Regions from separate parts of the Drosophila melanogaster genome. Here region 2 is linked to region 1. The links are chromatin contacts, called in public targeted proximity ligation maps. All regions are on one chromosome and are shown on one strand. The core of a region is the stretch at or near the end of the contact, and the rest is flanking DNA. Distances in the headings are between cores, read along the strand shown. Region 1 holds the start of CG7768. Region 2 holds the start of HGTX (HGTX,).

What was found.
Region 2: a targeted proximity ligation map of the Kc167 cell line shows a contact between it and region 1, with 5 times the contacts expected there. A contact is called at or near these places in 1 of 107 Hi-C or Micro-C datasets (the OSC cell line) and 1 of 7 datasets of targeted methods (the Kc167 cell line).

What each region holds. Positions count from the first base shown.
Region 1 is chr3L:14,216,157-14,219,913 of dm6, reverse strand. CG7768 reads right to left here and starts at 1,710. Exons shown (of 2, transcript NM_168584.4): 1 at 1,624-1,710; 2 at 940-1,569. The coding sequence starts at 1,531. The coding sequence ends at 1,037. All of the region lies in intron 7 of nuf (nuclear fallout), which reads right to left.
Region 2 is chr3L:14,597,484-14,601,240 of dm6, reverse strand. HGTX (HGTX,) reads left to right here and starts at 1,701. Exons shown (of 4, transcript NM_144357.3): 1 at 1,701-3,455. The coding sequence starts at 2,528.

The sequences.
Region 1 (3,757 bases), core at 461-2,960:
TTAGGAGAGCAGCAGCAGCAGCTGCATTTTCCTTTTCCTTGGCAATTGCATTGCCCAACAACAAAACACCCGCGCGAGAGAGCGCGAGAGAGTGAGAGACAGGGCGACCGTTCGATGCGCTGCTCCGCTTTTCTAGTGTTGTGAACGCGGCAAGCGTTAAATGCAATCTGAGAGAGGAAAGCGCTGAAAAGCCAGCGCCAAGTCGCGGCCCCTCCTCTGCCGCTGCCTCGGTCGACGTCGGCAGAAGCCGCGACTTGTTTTGGGTGCCCGAAAAAATAACGAAAAGAAATACAAAAAAACAGAGCCCCAAAGCAAAACGAACGCAATAGAAAAATTCCACTAATGTGACTTAGCAGTGTTGGAAATTCGTATTACATGCACTTGAGAAAAGAAAATTTTGTTTGCTGAGTGGCTTATATGCACATACACATATACACATTGTATAACATAGTTAGCCAGGTGTTTTTAGGTTTGAAAAGAAATACTAACTTCCAAATATAATATTTGTTTAAACAAAACTTATATTGCAGAATATATTTAAAAAATAATGGATTCAATTTGAGTTTTTGAATGTATTTAGTAAAGTGCACTTTACCAAACATATACATATGTATTACTGGTGGTTAATTCTTTTTTTTCATCAGTGTATGTGACTTAATAGACATTTGCAAAGTGCATTCGGGTAAAGTGGATAGAATGGCTTGAGGGAAAGGTGATGGGAGACAGAATGAGAATCGAGTGGAAAGAATCAAAAGCGACATATGTGAGCAACTCTTGAACTAAATTGAGTCAATTAAAAGTAATGGAAAGAAAAATCAAAGGAAAATGAGTCAGGGAACTGGGCTGTTCAGGGTGCACCGGATTATTCAACGAATTGGTCTGAAATGCGTAACATATGAGAGCGATGTAAATAGTTGAACCGACAAAATACATTTTTTTGCACCCCCTTTTATTTTGCAAAGTTTTCTTGAAAAGTATAATTTCAGTGTAATAGTGTAAATGTGTGATTGACAGCACTATTATGTATTGACACCCTTCAGAGGGCTCCGCAGTCTTCGATAATTACTTTCTTGCTGGTCTTCCCATCTTGTGAACCGTAAGATTCTACCTTCTGGACGATATCCATTCCCTCAACGACCTTGCCGAACACGACATGCTTATTATCCAGCCATGTGGTTTTCCCGGTGCAAATGAAAAACTGAGATCCATTGGTATTGGCCCCAGCATTGGCCATCGAAAGTACACCAGCTCCGGTATGCTTTAGCTCGAAATTCTCATCGGGAAACTTGTTTCCATAAATGGAGCGTCCTCCAGTTCCGTTTTGATTAGTGAAATCACCGCCCTGACACATGAAATTCGGGATGACGCGGTGGAATGGTGATCCCTTGTAGCCGTACCCCTTCTCTCCGGTGCAGAGGGCCCGGAAATTCTCCGCCGTCTTGGGCACCACATCCGAACGTAGTTCCATCACAATTCTACCTAACTTCTCACCTCCTGCGGCTATATCGAAGTAAACGCGTGGCAACGACATCTTCGCAGATGCCGAAAATTTTCGGAGAAAAGCCAGATCTATTAGGTTTAAAATCGAACGATGCCTTGTTCAAAAACAAGAAATATATTTACCGGATAACTTGGTGGTGTCAGCTTTATGATAAAAAAAAGTAACGACTTTCAAGAGAACCGTACAGTAGAACAGCTGGAACTGAACTGACGAATATTCTGGGCTAGTCAGGGATCTGAAGTAAGGGCTCGTTGAAATTCATTTCACAGCCTTCTTTATAAAATCCAGTAGCAAAAAAAAATGCCTGCTTTGGCTTCCACAATTTTTAATACATTGCAAATGATCGGTATATTTGGATATTTTAAGGTAATATTGTCCTTAAAATACCTTTATCCGTGTCTAATCTTACAGACCTTATTTACTCTTCTAATTTGTTTAACCGCCGCCTTAATCAACGCAAAACTCACAGATACTTTTAAAGCCGGCTATATTTACCTTTCATTTGCAGTTGTGTACAAACTTTATATATCCATCCACGCGATGAGTGTATGTTTGTATAATTAGGCAAAAAAAATAGTCAATATTTATTTGCCAAAGCAAATACAAACTGTGAGAATTATCCACGTTTTAAAGAAGCTGCTATTGCATTTATATTTATTCATTTGTTTGTTGTCTATATGAACGCATAGCACTCCTTTAAAACTCTTCTATCCCCGACTTCTTTGGGTTTAGCACATTTTGTGTATATATTAAAGTCCAGGGCCTAGTGAGTTTCCAAGACAACAATTGCTATTTGGGTATACATATACATAAGAATTGTTATAAGGGGAAAATAAAGGAAGGTTGAAGTACGATAAGATTGGCTAGTAACCGAGAACGTTGTAAACACAATGTTCGATAAAGTAGGTTTGGCATATTTAATAAGTTGCACGGACTTTCCCTTTATAAGCTTTATAATCATTTTTTATGTATTTTTCGCTCATAAATAAAAATAAAAATTAAAAACAAGCTACTTCAAGACCCTTAGATAATCTCCCCTCAAAATGCCAAAAGTTCAAGATGATTTAACGAAAGAAGGTTATTCGCACGTAGGTCGTAATTGTTAACTCGACTCTCCACTGTCTCATTACTTATAATAAATTGTAGTGCGACCGAATAGCGAAGACAAGAAAGATACAATCCATAGTTGGCCAAGACAAGTGTAGCCCCAACTGAACTCGAACTCGAAACCGATTCGATTCGTTTTGACTAGTTACCCATTAATGTAACGCCCCGTTCGCCTTGGACAACCTTGTGCAAAAAGTAATATACGGAAAGCCAACATGACGTAATGGAAAGCGTAGGATTTCTACTTGCCAACTGCTCCCACTGCCACGCCCCCAGAAATAGGCGCCTCTTTTATGGACTTGCGAGTGTATGAGTGTGTGTGGGAACATAAATTCACATTATGGCCAATTCTTCGGGCGATTTTTCAGCTTAGATAAAAGGTAGACAAGAAACACTTTTGTGGGTTCGTTTTAGCACTTACCAAGTGGAATTGGTAAGATAAGAGTGCTCGAGGTAGTTTGTGTTTAGCTATTGTTTTGCTTACCTGGAAATAAAGGAAAATAAAGAACAAATTATTATTAGATTTGGAATAGCAGAAGTCAAGATAATAGATATGGAAATGAGGTGAATGTAAAGTCAACACAAGAAGCACTTTAATGTCAAGCAATGTTTTTCACAGGATGTACAAGACAAAGGGGAAGAAGAAAGAACCCAAAAACAACTAACCTCACACAAACTGTTACACTTTTCCCAAAAACTTTAATACCAGTTTTATCGTAAAAAATATAACAAAAGCCCTAAGAAATATTTTCATATTTTCCAACTATCGCCGATCGATCCATCAACTGAAAACCTGCAACGAAAAACGTTTTCCGCACCCACACTCTATAAAAAAAAACCACTGAAAATGGATTTTGTCTAGCGGTTCGTGCCATTCGTTCCATTCGCCACCTGCTAGGGTCGTCTTATCGATTAAACAATTTTGCTGGCACCTTTGACGCCCACCTTTAAGACCATCAGAAGTCGAGGCCCGGCACAACATAAAAAGCATAAAGCCGAGCCGAATGAGATATGTAGGGAAAATACAAAAATAATACGAAAAAAAATCGAGTAAAAGCCATAAACGAAAATCAATTTTTAACCCAAATGTGACGTTGACCCAGAAACCATCGAAATCCCAAAGACAAAGAGACCCACACACACAACGAA
Region 2 (3,757 bases), core at 452-2,951, 380 kb before region 1:
AATCTTACAATTAACTTTTTCGTTTTTAAACAAATTCAATAGTTTTTATATTAAAGCTGAATGCTTACAGGCAACCTTAAAATTTAAAGTGTAAATTTTTCAATATTTTTCGTTAAAGATCTGTTAACTACGATGAAAGAAAATTCTATGACATGTTTTCTGCCACGCATAAATTTATGGGGAATTGTTTCAGATCAAAGCAAAAGATGAGGGCTGCTTAGACGAACTACGAAAGGAGAGACGAATGGATGGGTAAGGCTTCCAGGAGTATTTAAGGTCTTCATTTTTATGGGTCGGCAAAGTCAATTAAATAAAGAACACAGTCGAAAATCAACAAGCTGTGGTGGAAATGACCAGCAAAAGATAGAGATACTCACTCAACGGTTGAGTGAATTCGCTCCTTCATACTTTCACTCACATTCATTCACAATGGCGGTCCAAGTTCTCTCTCCCTTTCTCATTTTAGTGGGCGTGGCCTTGCCCTCTATTCCACATCCCATTTCATTCCTATGAGATCTCACCGTTTTGTCTGAGTAAATTAAAATTGTGTGTAGTTTATTATTAAATGAAGCGCATTTTTGTATTTGTATGTGGACCACCCGTCTGCCTGTCAGAGTATGTGTGTGTGTGTGTAACACCAGCAACAGCGGTATTTTTATATAGATAAACATAAATATAATTCGTTGGCCGTCGGTGGGTTAACAATCCTCCGGCCCACCGACGGGCACATAATAATATTAAAATGTTAATTAGCGTATTAATTCAGTTCGGTGATGAAAGTGTGAGCGGTACAAAACGTGATACATACATATATATGTTGGTATGCTGTGCTGGGACTCACATTTCTGAAAATAATTTATAAGATAATCTAGAAAAAGGTGTCTTTGGTATATGGTTAAAAAAAATCCTTAAAATATAGAGTAATTAAAAAATAAAACTATATAGGCATATTCTTTACAGTTCGCGAATTAATAACATTTCACATATTTATGTTATATTACTTAAGTACAGAATTTTGTATTAAATTAATTACAAACAAACATTTAAAAAAAGTGTTGAAATACTTCTACTTTAACCTATAGTTTCTCGTTTACATTTATAGCTCTCATTTATCGCCAGCGCAATTTTTAATTATTTAAATGAATAAGTCCAACGAAAAAAGCTGCCAGCTTCGTCTCAATATTTATAGCTTTTTAAACAAATAAACGGAATTCGCAGTCGACAAAAAGGCCACCCACAATCCAGCGACCCAGGGAAAAAGCCATGAAAATGCACTCAGCCTCAAGGAAACAGTTGGCCAGAAAAGGACAGATGGTGGTGCAAGCGAGACAAAGCACACCAAGAGTGCCAGGATAAGTTCCCGTTTCAGTCCCAGGCTCCAATCCGAATCCGAAATAGTTGATTTTAATGATGTACATAATAAAATTCCCATTCGTTTTGTGCCAATGCCACTGCGTTCCAGTCTGCATTTCATGTTTACACTGATTGTGGAACACTCTTGTGGGCGAGAAAGAGACACATCGATATGGGGGAGCAAGACAACCATATACGACTCTCTCCCTCGCGCGCTCTAGAGATGATGCTGCGAGTGGAAGTGGAATCGGAATGCGGAGGGTTGAAAGCCGTACCCCCAACCAAAAACCGAAACTGAAATTGAAACTGAGATTGTGCGACTGAGGGCCAGTCGAGTCAATTTCGAAATCATTCGTTAGTCGTAGGCCTAAACAAGCGGACACGCGCGGGTCTTCATTCACTACGATATTTTCCGGCCACGGAGTTACCCATATAGCCTGATCTCGTTCAAATCGATTATGCCAAGTGTAGTTTCTTAAAATCTAAGAACGATTTGAACAATAAACGTTTTCGTGCTCAACCGTTTGACAAAATCGGTTTCGTGCTTGTGCTAAAAAGGATTCAAGATCATTTGATCATTTGATCTTGAATATATAGATTTACGTGTTTTAATCGTATCGTGATCGGAAAATATTAAAAACCCTATATAAATATAAATACTGCGTACATCGGAAACTGAAGTGCTGACATTATAATTGAAAACAATTCAAGCAAAATACGTAGTTAAACAAAATTTCCAAAAAATTATTAAGGAACTCAATAAGTTTTATAAGCATAAAGCAGGATATCCCCTTAAATAATTTTTTTGGTCTTAATTACATAGAAGTAATTAATCAAAAATATTTGAACAAAAAGCTGCTATTGCTTAAATACTATTTATAACCAAACTGAAAAGCCTAAATCGTTAAGATTCGATCTTCTCCGCGTGAATACCTATCCGTAGACCGATCCCAAGCTGGGTAGTCCATTCCTGAGCATTACGCCGGCGGGTGGCAGCAGCAATCCCTCGCCCACGCCTCCACCGCCAGACGCCAAGGTGGCGGCCAAGCAGCTGGCCCAGAGCTTCCAGCTGTCCGCCAATTCCGCCTTTAACTTGGCCCTTCCGCCGGCATTTTACCGAGCACCACCGCAGCAGCACCCGGAGTGCCTGGACTACGGCCACGAAGCGCCCGAGATGGATCTGATAAATCCGTATATGCGCCATCATAGTTTTGCGGCCGCCGCCCAGGGAAGTCCCCCGTCGGCGGCTCAACGTCATCATTTGGCGGCGGCCATGAGCAATGGCTTCGCGGATGTCCATGCCCATGCGATGGCGGCGGCGGACTATCAACAACAGTTGGCCGATTACCACAGTGCAGCGGCGGCAGCGGCCGTTTATGCCAACAACAATAATAATAATAACAATAATAGCAGTAACAACAACAACAGCAGTCCGCTAATGTTGCTAAAGGCGGCACATGGCGGAGGTCTCAAGGATTCGGACTCGCCATCGACGACACCGCCACCCGCCTCTTCTAGACTCCATTCTGACTCCTCGCCATCTCCGCGATACGAACACAATTCCAGTCCCGGTGTGGACAGTGCCAAGTCGTATGCCTTGAGCCAGAGGAGCAGCGGAGCGGAGGATCCATGCCAGACCAGCGAATCCGCCAGTCCACCGCCGCAGGGCCAGAACGACTACAGTCCCGAGAATCTCAGCAGCCAGAGGGCAAAGTTCCAGCACCATCATGGAGTGAACCCACTGGCTTTGCACAATGCCAACCATGCCGGAAACCCCGGATGTCACAACAACAATAACCACATGGACCACAAGCTCCCACTGAGTTTTCTCGGTCCCCCGCTGGCCGCTCTTCACTCGATGACCACGGAAATGAAGGGTCAAGGAGTCGGTGGATCGTCGGCGTCGGCAAATGGCTTGTCCTATAGCCACAGCCCGAATTCGCATTTGATCAGTGATCGCGGATCCGGTGGCAGCTCATCGTCGTCCTCCACCACGACTACGAACACCAACAGCCAGGGTGCACCCAATCCGCACGGCATCGATACCATCCTCTCCAAACCACCGCCGGTGACATCGGCGGGTCTAAGTGCTTTAACAGGAGGTGAGTAAAGGAATGGATTTAATATGGGTTGGGTTTATTATATATTATACCCTGTTATTTTATACCAATTATATTAAGGAAGAAAGTGTATAAGGCCATGATTTGGGGACTTTTAATAAATTTCGAACTTCTTAAAGATGTTTGTTAAAACACACATTTTAATAATGCATAAAATAAAATACATAAACAATGGTTCTTGTTTTTACAATTTTATTGACATAAATCTAAATTTGGAAAAATCAAAATATTCCATTTAAATTTAAGCGCTTTCCAAAAAGTTGCTATATGTGTTGCTTAATGCT